2 separate regions of the Rattus norvegicus genome follow, and region 2 is linked to region 1. The links are chromatin contacts, called in public Hi-C maps. All regions are on one chromosome and are shown on one strand. The core of a region is the stretch at or near the end of the contact, and the rest is flanking DNA. Distances in the headings are between cores, read along the strand shown. Region 1 holds the start of Efnb2 (ephrin B2). Region 2 has its middle 660 kb from the start of Efnb2.

What was found. A called contact is a pair of places that touch in the nucleus more often than the background predicts.
Region 2: a contact with region 1 is called in a Hi-C map of Schwann cells, with 4 times the contacts expected there. The contact joins the enhancer-like site here to the promoter of Efnb2 in region 1. A contact is called at or near these places in 3 of 12 Hi-C or Micro-C datasets (the A7r5 cell line, Schwann cells and mammary epithelial cells).

The regions. Positions count from the first base shown.
Region 1 is chr16:87,481,940-87,488,515 of GRCr8, forward strand. Efnb2 (ephrin B2) reads left to right here and starts at 3,276. Exons shown (of 5, transcript NM_001107328.2): 1 at 3,276-3,415. The coding sequence starts at 3,285.
Region 2 is chr16:88,144,338-88,150,913 of GRCr8, forward strand. No RefSeq gene overlaps it. Among named protein-coding and RNA genes, the nearest start is that of Efnb2, 660 kb to the left of the region's middle. Within about 2 kb of position 3,269, at least 2 of the 93 cell types and tissues checked have an H3K27ac peak or open chromatin away from gene starts, as enhancers often do. A contact at or near this core is called in Schwann cells, where this site is marked.

The DNA of each region.
Region 1 (6,576 bases), core at 2,026-4,525:
CAGTTACACACTGGCGCTTTGTCTACCACAATACCTAACCCAGTTTGCAGGGTGGGCCTTCATGGACCTTTAGACCCCTCAGTTCACATTAGGAAACGCTTCGTTTCCTACTGCCTACACTGCTTACAGTATACAAATAGCACTACCATTACTGCAGTTGAAGCATACTATTTTTTCCATTAATACATAAAAGAAAAGGTTGAACTAGAGCCAGTTGACTGCAACCCTTTCCTAAGGAATGTGATCACACTTTCCCCTCCAAATCAAAGATTGGGAGCCTTTGATGTGGTCAAGTTGAAGAACAGTCTGAAGACCAGAGTGGTTAGCATTGGCTTTAAGGTGTGGTGTATGGTACATTTTTACTGGCTAGTGAATTGTTCTTTCTGAAACTCAGCTTTGCTTCCTCTCTGTAAGAAATCATTTATATTTTGTAATAACTTGTACTTTTAAAATTCCAAAGTCTACTGACTGAGAAACATCCTTAGCTTTAGAATTCAGTGACTTCGTCTGCTGAAGTACTTTGTTGTCCTTTGGCAAAGAGTTGTGTCCTGTTTTCAAAACAAACCCAAGAATGTATTTGTAAAATGAAGTTCCAGTCGGAGACATTGCAGTGTGGTGTGGCCAGGCTCTAGAATTTCTGCTGGTCGCCATCTGTGTAAAACACAATGGCATTTTTGCCTAGGATGATGACAAATGTAATATTAAATATGAGTGGTTTGAGGTTGTGTTTTAGTTTCCCAAATTACTGGATAAACAGTTGACCAGAATGTTGTGTGCAGTCACTGGCCCCTTGTGCCCACAGGTATCTGCTTACTACAGGTATATCTGAAATTAGCTCCATGTCCCCTTGTAAAGTCACACAGTAGGAATATTATGTGTGTGTTTTTTAAAAAGTGCATTTACACTGACCCCAAAGTAAAAATGCTTTGGGTGTTAGAATATCTGGCTTACTGAAAATGGTATTTTTAGAAGCTGGGTTATTTTCAGACCTTACAAAATTCCTCCTTTAGTTTACCAGAGAGAGGATGTATGGGGAGCTAAGAGGTCACAACTTAAATTTCATAACACATACTGAGTCAGACCATGACTTAAAAACCCTTTAATTTCACACTAGATTTCTATGAATTTCTTAAGTGAGATCTTAAAAAAAAAAAAAAGTGCCCTTTTATTCTTCTTCCCCCAGTAAAGGTCAAATAGCAGTGCCTGTCAGTTTTTCAGTCAGGAAGTTCAAAAAACATTCCTGGTGTGCGTGTAGCCCTTCCTTAGCCTAGCGTGAATCCCATCTCAATACCCCACCCCCAATCGTATTGCAGGCATACTTAAAAATAGTAATTACAGAAAAGCTTTTCTCAAAGCTGTATTTTGGTGAGTGTGCTCAATACTTTGGATGTTTTAGTGTTTTGGTTTAAGACGAGTTTTTCCAAATCAACTCTTAGCACACACTAACTTACAGTTTTTGAAAGCCAACACTTTTAGAGCTCGAAATTTGCTTTAAAGAAGGGGGGGGGTCATAGTAACTAAATCCGGTGTTCATACAGCCACGTGGGAGTTGTGTTTAAAGATACTGGTGTGGAAACTGCTTAGTTCCATATGAAGAAACTCTGGTATTGATGGATAGCATTTTAAGAACAGACGTGGTTAATTTTTGTTGGGCCATGGGCTATACATGAGACTGTGCCTTCCACCTACTGTGCTCTCCTTGCTACCGGGCCTCTTAAGTGTTTTTCAACTTGGGAGTATTTGGATCCTTAAGATCTGTTTCGGTAGCTGGTAGGCTTGTTCTGAAGTACAGAGGGTAAAAGTGGGCGCTAGTGGGCGCTGTGGATCCGTAGAAGTCACAGCCGTGGTGCAGTTCTCAAAATCGGTCTTGGGCAAGCAACCGAGAACCACAACTGCCACTTCTCTGACTGATAGTCGTCCGGGTCAGCCCTAACTTCCCGGCCACTGTGGGGTCGCGGGGTCTCTCGGGAGCTAGTGAAGAAAAATCCACTCAGACTTTGGCAGTGGAGCTTTGGAGGCGCTGTTCTTGCGGAGAGAGGACCGGAAAGGGAGCGGGCGCACGGAGATAGGCCCGGGGCGCACGGAGTTGGAGCGCGGGGTCGGGATGGGCGGCAGACGGGCTCTCACTGCCTGTGGGCAGCTAAGGCTCGCAGCCTCGCGGGAGTCTTTTTTGACTTGCGTCAGGCCGGGCTGGATCACTTGGTGCCAGAATCAAGCTAGAAGACCCTCAACTGGAGGCGCAAAGGAATCCGCGAAGGACTAGGGCGCCGTACGCGCGGGGGGCGGCGGGGAGCGAGCGCCGCACGGCGGAACGCTGCGTTCGCCAGGTCTCGCTCTGTCTTAACGAGGGCACTCGCCAGCCCAGGCACTTGCAGGTCGAGGCCACCCTGCCGTCGCGAGTGGCTAAGAGGCGGCCAACCCTGTGCCCTGCGCCTCACGGGGCCACTAGTGCGAGGTCCCCGGCGCCCTACGTGGCTGGTCCCGGGGGCGGGGCTCACCTGTCAGGGGCGCCGTACCTCTGGGCGCCCAGTGTCGGATAGGGGCGGCAGACGGACGGGAGTGCTGTCCAATCAGCGCGTGCTCGCGGCGCGGCGAGCCAATGGACTGCATGCGACTGGGCGGGGCCCCGCGTTTATAGTGCTCTGACAGCGCGCTGGGCGCGCTGACTCTCCGCGGCGGGGACTGAGGCACCGGTCGGATCGCGGAGCTGCGCGCTGAGCGGGTCCTGGCGCCCTCCCCGCACACAAAGGCCCGCGCGCGTCAGACGCCTGCGGGGGTCCCAGTGCTCTCCTGACTGCTTAGCGGCGGCGAGTTGCGAGGATTCAGGAGGCGCCCTTTCTCTCTGCGCTCCAGGACATGGAACCGCGCCGACGAGGCGCTCGCTTGCCCGGGCCGCTGCCCGCTGTCCTGGATCTATAGTCAGGCGGCCCCTCTCGGGGAGCAGCACCCGCCACCTCACACCGACTGGTCTCTCCGCTGCGGGCCTTTGTCCCGGCCCAGTGCCCTCGCCGCGCCCGCCCTCCGCGGCTGGCCCGGCACCCTGGAGCCGCACGGGAGCCGGCTGTCCCAGCTGCGTCCGGCGCGGCGCCCCGGAGCCCCGAGTCCGCCGAGCCGCCGCGCCCCGCGCGTTCGACCCCACCCCGCGCGCTGAGGGCAGCGCAGGGTGAGCGCACCTGGCCTCGGCGACCGCGGGAGCGGCGCGTCCGCCGGGGAGGATTGGTGGTCGCGACCGGCGGCCGGTCCCATCGCGCCCCGGAGTACGCAGAACTGGGAGCGGTTTGGCCATGGCCATGGCCCGGTCCAGGAGGGACTCTGTGTGGAAGTACTGTTGGGGACTTTTGATGGTTTTGTGCAGAACTGCGATCTCCAGATCGATAGTTTTAGAGCCTATCTACTGGAATTCCTCGAACTCCAAGTAAGTGGCGTCCATGATCCTTCCCTCTTCCGCGGTGCCCTCGGCCGGCGCCCCGTGGGTACGCCGTATGGTCGGGGCGGGAGGAGGCCCTGGAGCCTGTTTCTAGAACCTGGGGCTCCTGTCCCCCACCCCCCACCCTTCCACATTTCTCTAGGTGAGGACCGGCTGAGCTAGAGAGCGCGGGTTCCAAGGGTACTCTTTTTGGGGCTCCAACCTCAAGTGCTCTAGGGGTTCCAAAGCCCTGGCGACTCGGTGGCATGTCCGGAAAGGTGTCTGATGGCGTTACCCGGCCCTCCCTTCTTTTTCGAGGACGGAGAACGTTGCCACTAACCGGGCTACAGACACACACTGGCGGGCTACAGGGACTGGAGAGATGCTGCGCTTGCGAGGAGCGCGGGAGCCACGGGTCGGGGCCCAGCGAGAAGGCGACAAGAACTGAGGGTCTGGGGTAGTGGAGAGTCCCTTTGAAGTAGGGACGCTGGGCCCGGGGCGTCCCTGAGCCCGGGTGCCTCGGCGCCCTTTCCCTAGCCCAAATGTGTGCGGGGAGCTCGATGGCTCGGCCGTAAACTCCGGCGGCGAGCCCTCTGCATGTCGGCCTCTCTTTTCGCGTCCCAACTGGTGGTCTAGCTCCCGTGCGGCGCGGTCCGCTTGGGTGGCTTAATTTTAACGACGCCTTCAGGGCCCTACCCAGTCAACGCTGCAGCCTTTGCACTTGGGGGATCGGGAGTCCCTTGTTCATACTTGCTTTTAGCAAAGCTCACAGTCGGGAGAAAACCAGGCCTGAGTAACTTTCAGGTCTGGGCTCCCAGGGTGCGCTCCGCGTTTCGAAAATGCTAGCCATCCCTTGGTATATGCAGCCATGGCCCCAGTAACCGCGCCTGGGTGCTGCCTCTTATCTCATTTTCCAACCATCGCCAGAAAGTGCTGTGCGGAATTCTGGACTCAGCCCTAGGAGAGCGTGGAGACCCGGCTGTCTCCTAGCCGGACTCAGACCTTTCAGATTAGAAGCAAAATCAATGGCCTAATTGAAGTTGAGCGTGTGGTGCACGGCTTCAGAGTAGAGGTGAACGAATTGTTTTTTTCTTTTTCTTTTTCTTTTTTTTTTTTTAATTACCCCATAAGCAAAGAATTGTACCTACTCTCTTGAAAGTGGTAAATTTTAAATTCACCAACATAACTGACCAAACATGTTTCCCCAAGAAGGAGCAAAAAATAATCTACAGTTGTAAATGACCCAAAACGTTTTTTTGCGTGCTGCCAGGAGGCCCTTGTTTTAAAGTTACTGAGGCCCCCTCTAGTGTAGTCTTCATCTGTTAAATAATTTTGTTTTGTTTTGTTTTGTTTTTTAAAGCGAGGTGTTTGCATTTGCTCTCCTGGCGTGGTATCTTTGCAGCCACACGGGATCTACAGGCACCTGGTGGTGCCAGAAGGCGCCTGGCTGGGATCTGAGCGCTGCAGCCTTCTTCACTCAGACTGGGGCCCTGGTGGTGGCTGCTGCTGACGCTCGCCGTGCCTACAGAGGTCACCCTTCCCTGCCGAATGTTAGCTGTGGGCGCGCCCATCCCCCCCCCCTCCCTTCCCCGGGCTGCCTGTTTTCTCCACTTTGCACTTTCACTCACAGCCTCTTTTGGAGAGGCTGAGTCTTTCCCCCCCCCCTCCGGTTCGGATTTAATATTTATATTTAAATCTAGTTTAAAGAAGTTCCACTGAAGCCCTTCCGAGCAACATAACCGTCTTTTGCGCTCCTAGTGACCACTATACTTGGGTGTGCCGCCGGAAGGATTAGAAATAACGAGTTGTTTAAACCCCACCACCGAGCACACCTAGCACCTGGAGAATAATGTCTTCGATTTGAAACGTGTTAAGGGAGGGAGTGGTGACTTAATTTACATTTACTATTTGATCTTCAACAGTATAGTTTTCCGAGCTGTGGCCACAGATGTATAGAGAGCTGCTAGGGCCCTGGGTATTGGAGGGGCAGGACCGTGCAATTGGTGTGATTACTCCCTGGCCTCCACAATAAAGTGTCTTGGAATTTTCCTGAGGATGGCTGGAAGTCTTTGGAAAGCCTGTGTGGCTGAATGCTGTCTGTGAGATCAGAAAGACGTCTTCCTAGGAAGAGTAATACAAAAGGGCCTTTTAGTATTTAGTGCCTGGCATGGCCTCCCTAGTTCACTTTTCCAGAGGAAAGTTTCTGTAGATAAAATGCGGCGGGTAGGTGGGTAATCGGATGCTTGAAAGCTTCACTTCACTTTTCCTGAACTGTGGGACAAGTGGCTTGTCATGAAGCAGGCATTGGTAATTAGATTTGTTTCATTCTGGGGTCAGCCTTTTTAGCAGGTGGTGGACACAGGGAGCACGCAGCAGCTGTGTGCATGTAGAGCCCAGGAAAATCCTTTGTAAACTGGAGTCTCCATAACTACTTTAATCACATTGCCTGCCATCCCGTCCTGGAGAGTTTATGTAATAATCAGAAGTTCTGTGTACTCAAAGATTATGCGGCTGCCCTGTCAGATTAGTCACATTGTATCTGAAGATGCTGGTGCCGCTTAGGTCAGTTTTCAACTGTTTTTAAGTTCTGGAAAGAGGAGCAACGCCTGGTAACCATTTCTAATTAACATTTCGGTAGAATACCCTCTCCAGAGTGGTGCCTGCCTGTTGTTGTTTTGGTGAGTAATAGTTTCACTTAGGATTAGCAACTCTACACTGACATAGTATTCTGAAATAAGTTACACCCTGGAAGACTTCCTTCCAGTATAAATTTATGTCTGGGGTTTTTATTCTATAGGCATTACATACGAGTTAATTTACAAAGCACCCTGCTTTTCCCTTGTAATGTTTTTCCACACATAATACTGAATTCCTGAAATTGACTGAGTTGATACAAAAGAATGGCTGGATAGTATCCAGATAACCTAAAACACAGGCCTCTCCCTAGTCAGGCTCTGAATAAATACGGGCCTGTCAGGTTGATAAACTAAACTACAATGGATAGCACTGTTTGAATAACCGGTCAATAACATATATATGCCAGCCTACCTTCCATTGTGTCTGAAATTTCTATTTTTGTAGATAAACAAATGCAGATTCAGCCTTGATTGAATAGCCCCTTGAACCGTGCTCCACAGTTTGCATTTGGGCCAGTCTTGCTGGTTTTAATA
Region 2 (6,576 bases), core at 2,019-4,518, 660 kb after region 1:
AGCTCTTCAAAACCAAATGCCAAGAAGAAAAATGTAGTGACAATTATATCCAAACTGTCTTTTCATTTGTTCAGAATAAAGACTTTCCATGTCCTCAATGCATTATTTTTAGAAAAGAGCTTGCAAATGCAGACTAAAATCTCCCATGTCCTAATTTAGAAACAGTATGAAGAAACATTGTAAAAATATACCCATTGTTTTCTTCAGAAAAAAATTATACACACCAGTTTATGAAAACATGTTTGATGTTTTAATTATAGTTAATATCTCAATGTACTGTTTCAAATGCACACATATGCATGCACTCAGTACCCGAACCACAAATGGTACAATGTACATCTTGAAGCTGTTGGCTGAAAAAGATTCTGCATCATTTCTAATATAATTATTTCAATGCAAACTGAAGCATATGTTTTATTGTTAGATCGGAAATGTTGAAATATGCCTTTAACTGTGGGGTAGATACTATAACTAAATTGTACTTAAATTAATGCTGCAATATACTTAATCAATATGGACTTTTGAAAAGAACTAATATTTTGGACACTGTCACACAACTACCGTTTTGGACTTTGTCATACACTATATCAAAGTCATAAAGTTCTTGTTAAAAATTTACTAAGGGACTTTAAAATATCACTCTGCAGAAGATTCAAGAGTAAATTATGATCTTCTAGGGAATTCAAGTCCATACAAAAACTCTTGAAGAATGATAAAATAAATGAATACATGCAAAATAAAATATATCTCATAATTAATAACAATCTGCATTCTTTAGTTAGTGAAGTAGTGAGCTAAGACAAATTGAAACACAGCTGCCATGACTGAAACTTCCAGGAGACCAAGAGAAACTGGTTTATAAAGTTGCATACTGGAAGTAGTCGAAATGAATCTCTTTCTAGCCACATGGCATTGACTCAGGGAAGCGTCTCACAACTGAGTACTCTGTGAAGCCTGCTTTAGTGAATATGTACAACCCAGGTATCCCAGATGATATAGGTTGACCTTTATCTAAATAGAAAGTGCTGAGTCCCACAATGGAAACAGTCATAATGTAAACAATGTCTGGAAATACCCCCTATCCACAGAAAGCCCGAGACAAGATGGTCATAGTTGATGTAACTAAGTGTAAGATACAGTAAATTTCTGTCATTTATCATCTAAATACTAGAGCTATACATGCAGGCCAGGGTTGCCAGATTAGTTCATGGGAAGCAATGCCCAGAAGGTTAACACTGCAAGAGTGAGGTCACGAGGCCAGAGTCCTCCCCATGGTATCAGATTAGTGTATTTATCTTTCCTGTGTGCAAGGATAACACATGGAAGCAGCTACATGACACCCCAAAGCAAAACCTTCACCAGGTCTTCGTCATGGTGCATCCCTAACCTCTAACATTTGGTCTCCAGAAATATGAAGTATAAATTTGTGCTATTTCCAAGTCAAACAGCAGAAATTTATTACAGTATTCAGACTGATTTTGAGAACAGAAGGCCTTACTGACCAGAAGTGGTGTTCAGCAGTTAGAAGAGGAAATAGGAACGGTACTATCAATAACAGTATAGACAGCAGCAATCTCTCCTGTGCTCCTGATGCTTTAGAGGTTGATAGGTGGTCATTCTGCTCATTCCAGTGGAGGAATAATCTGGCCTGTGTCAGTTAACAGAGGTGGTTATGAAGAGCTTCTGTAGGCCTCTGGAAGCCCCAGGAAGGGAATAGGTACTCACAAAGGCAGACTGCCTTGCTTGAAACTTCACAGAAGCCACTGCCATGTCCCTGGATGTAATGGCCTGCTGTGGGACCTTTACTTAGTAGACTGCAGTCCTGAGTGACCAGAGGCCAGAATCAGGTTGCTGTGTAATAAGAACTGAGAAATGAAGGCACATGACCTTGAACTAGACCCCTGGGCAAATTATTCCTGCTGATTTCTGGCTGAGTTGGGGAGAAACACACTGTTGAGTGATTTCCAGGAAAAATTCCTTGGAAGTATTGGCTTTTTATAAATGAAAGTTCAAAACCTTGACAAAGAGAATAAGTCTGAAAAGATAATCATACAAGGAGAAGGGGAAAGACCAGCATGAATTGTTACCTGGTCTCAGCACCTAACAGGTGGCTCATAATGCTTCAAGCCTTGATTCACTTTCATCAAGGCAGAATTCATTTCACAGCATAAAGCAAGCTTGAGAACCCCTTGATGTCCTTGTTCCTCGGGGTGTTTTGAGTATTCAATACTAGAGACCAATGTGACATTGCTTCCTTGGAGTCCTTGCATCAAGCAGAGAACCTTTTGTGGGAAAATATTCTAGAAAAGGGATGTGTGAAAGGGCAATCCTTAAAATACCCTTCAGTAGTATTTGCACAGAGAATGTGGAAGACATTGCCCTGGAGAAATGTTTTAGAATGAGCAACATTGAGAAGGAGGAAGCAGGCTGTCTTACACACTTTTACTCACACCTGCCAAGACCTCTCTGCTCCCAACAGGATCTCAAGACCAACTGGCTCTGATGAGCAGGGAGGAGGTTGAGACCAAGCCATTTGTGGAAGAGTACCAGAGAATTCCACTATGACTCATTCAACATGGCACAATGCATTTTTTTCTAACATATTAAGCTTGCTGAAATTGGACAGAGTATCCTTTACAGATTTCAATGCCCACATTGTTTCCGTCCACTCAATAGCTAGAGGCATGAAAACCATAATTAGCAAGTGCCCAATTTGGAGATTTTTTTTAAAGCTTAAAAGAAAATATACATATTTTTCCCACCACACAAAGACTTAAGCTACTTACTGATTATGCAGATAAGAAATGATCTCAAATGTACAAATGGAATAATTTGCAATCTAGAGTTCTTTTCTATGCCCTGGGCTTTTATTTCGAGGTTTCTAATAGGTTCATAGACCTGTTCTTTTTTTGTTCTCTAAAAACTAGAGTGCTTCAGCTTGGGAAAAATGAGTGCTTGTTTCTTTTGATTCTTCATTAGGTGCTGTCTGAGAATGAATAATTGATTTGTAATCATATTTTAGAAAAGATCAACAATTATATACATTATTAAGTGTTTGATTATAATTAACATAGAAGTTATTTAAAAAATCAATAAGGAAATAAAACTTACTGCAAAAAACTTAGTTTTGCTTTGAGCCCTGGCTGATGAATGAGGAAGCTGACCCAGAGTTTCCTGCCTCGCACAAAATGCTTCCTGAATGTGGTGAGTACTGGTCATAGAATTGCCAGTTCTGACATTTTCATGGCAGTCTGTGTCCTTCACCACAGACCTGAACTTTTAACCTTTACTCACTGAAGACTTTCAGCAATGTAACTGTGTACTCTGTGGTCTCTGTCTGTTGGCTTGGTTGGCACTTTGGTTCAGTAAAGGATAGTATACCACAGGTTGTTTAGCCACATCTTTGGTCTGTATCCACTGCAAGGCAGTGTCACTCCCTACTCATTCAGGACAACCAAAATCATTACTGTAGACAGGAGGTGTCTCAGAATGGACTACATGATTCCCTGGGTTCAACATGACGGCCTTGAGTGGGGGGAAATGTTACATTTGGACAATTACAGTCACATATTGCTGACAGTGGGATGTGTTCTGATGGCTTCATCTCAGGTAATTTCATTGTTGTACAATTGGCACAGAGTGGGTTTGCACAAACTCAAGTCAGCACAGACTCCCAGGACAGTTAGGATACACAGATAGCACATGGCCTAGGCTGTACACAGGCTGCAATATCACTGCACTGAGTGTTCCCAGCAAACAGAACAGAATGATTAAGTGTTTGTGTATTTAAGTCTATTGAAACATAGAAAATCTTTACTCAAAACTAGAGGTACCAATAACAAATAGTGCAGCTGTCTGGGTATCTTCCCCTCTCTGTGAGTCAGGAGGGAAGTGGCATTACTGTGATTCTCTGTGACTTTGTGAACACTTTGTGTTCCCTTAGATCATACTGATTTTCTAAAAGACTGTTTCTCCAAGAATATTAGTCTTGGTTCTTTAAAGCATTTTTGCTATATAAACTTAAGTTTTGAAACTGTTTGACACTATTTTTATAGTTATTAATTTCTGAGACAGAAACACAGATACTAGCCTAGGACACACACCTGTCAGGACGTACACTATCCCTCTACTGACCCATCATCTCTTTCTCCTCTCTTTCTCTCCCTCCTTGTCTCCCTTCTCTAGCCCTATCTCCTCTCCCCATCCTTCTCTCCACTCTCTAGTCCTGTCTGGCCTGCCCATTTCTGTCTTCTCTTCACATCTTGCTCTTAGAAACATGTTCAGTGGCAGTGCCATGTGTGGTACTGTTCCCTCTTCTGTGAACAAATCTCTCCTCTCTCTGCACCTTTGGATGGCCTGCTGGTTGCTTCCTTTGGAGTTGTTACTCTTTAGAAATATGTCTGACTGTCTCTCATCTTCTTTTGTGTTCCTCTCTTCTCCTTGCTCCTCTGTCTGTAACCCCTGCCTTTCTCTTTCCCTTTCTTCATCCCGTGTCTCTTTCCCTTTATCTTTCATTCTTTTCTCTGTCTTCCCATCCACCCTGCCCCTTCATCATCATTCTCTTTTTTTCCTTTGCTCCCCTGACCTTATTTCCTCTCCAGGTCCCTTTTCCTTCCTTCCTTCCTTCCTTCCTTCCTTCCTTCCTTCCTTCCTTCCTTCCTTCCTGCCTGCCTGCCTGCCTTCCTGCCTTCCTGCCTTCTTTCCTTCCTTCCCTCCTTCTCATCCTCTTCCTTCTCCTCCTCCTCCCCCCCTCCATATGAGTACTCCTCTATGGTAGTGATCAGACCTACACAACCATACTTCATAGGGAGCTTACTGATATCTGCCAGAGATTTTGTTAAGCCCCTCACTCTGAATTTTATTCTCTTCCTCTTCCTTAGGTCCCCACTTTCTTAACTCTTAAAGAATGGCATTTGGTTCAGCATTGTTAAAACTTTATAGGACCACCATTTCATGTGCAGTCACTTTGACCAAAATAATGTAAGATTGTATGTGACTGTACTGCTCAGTTTTATATCTGAAGGTCAAACATATGACATTCTAAGACTATGGTTCTCAATCTTGGTAATGCTCTGACCCTAGAATATAGTTCCTCATGTCGTGGTAACCTCCCCACCCCACCATAAGATTATTTTGTTAGTACTTCATAAGTATAATTTTGCTACTGTTTTGGATCATAATGTAATTTTCTGATATGCAGGATACACAGATTAAGTACTATTGCAGCTGTTTGAGAACAACATTGTCATCTCATTTGGTCAACATCATCATTCAGTCCCTTTGTGAAGACTGAATGACATAGATTCAGTTGTTTCTTCTTAGGGTTTCCATCCCAAACACAAATCCCCTTTTCATGCTATTCTTCAGTACTGACAGACAGAAAGTGTGTGGATGGAGCCATAACTTGTTGTCACTCATCTTGATAAGTCTCTTGTGATCTATAATTCCAAGTTGTCTTATAAAGTACCAATCCTTCGAAAGTCTGTGCCCCCTAAAGTTCCCAGACATTTTGGGCATCATTTAGATATTTGTTTTAAGAAGCTTCCATGTTCTTTCTTAATCTTGTTATTTATCTCCTAAGCACTTTTCTCCTCTTACCTGAGAGAATGTTTGGTACAAATTATTGTGTCATTGCTCTGCCAAAAGAATTATCTAAAAGTGATTTTCCTAGCAAACCAATATAAAAATGTAGACAAGATTATCCCCATTATAGACTCGAAGTCTTCTATGCCTCCAGGGTCTTTGTGTTAATTCTCTTTGCTCTTTAAAACAGCATAAAGTGGTATTGAGAAATATATTAGAATTTACTGTTCCATAGAAAATATTTGCATGTAAGTGATTTTTGTCAAGTTTACACTATAAAGGTCGATTTAAATCAAACATTAACATTTCATCTTATATACCAACTTTAGGTAGCAGGCTGACAAGGAAACAATACACCAGGCAACCCAAGGATTGTTCAGAAGAAAAGATGCATTCAAAGGGGGGGGGGAAGAGGGCCAATGTGTAGAGACAGACAATCAAACAATGTCCACCCAGTGATTTCCTATTCAAAACATTCAGTTCCAGGATTGTCACCTAAGAAAATGATATTCCTTTGTGAGTACAAGGGCTGAGCTATAAGGAAATTGATTAACACTTGCTCCCCAAGAGAACTGGGGAAATGCAATTGACCTTTTTTTTATTTTTCAAATTTGACATTATTCTCCAAATACAAGTTTCTAGAGCTCCTTTAAATGAAAAGGACAAAGAGGAAAACCTGTTTTCTCCAGAATGTTTATCACATGAGGGGTGTCTGCAGAAAATAGGAAGCAAATACGTTTACTGATGAGACATTGATGTTGAAAGAACAGATGTGTTTATGAAAGAGATTGCTAGAAAGGGCTAAACGAGTCTTAAGAAGAGCAATGGGAGGTCCTCCCTAATGTGTCAGAGCTCAAATGGAATCACGGAGGCTCAAAGTGCACCACAGCCAGGGAACACATCATATGCACAAAATCCCCTTCCCAAACTCCATCACTCAACTGCACCTGTCATATCAATTCTCTTAACTATGTGATAGTCATTATCCTGCAA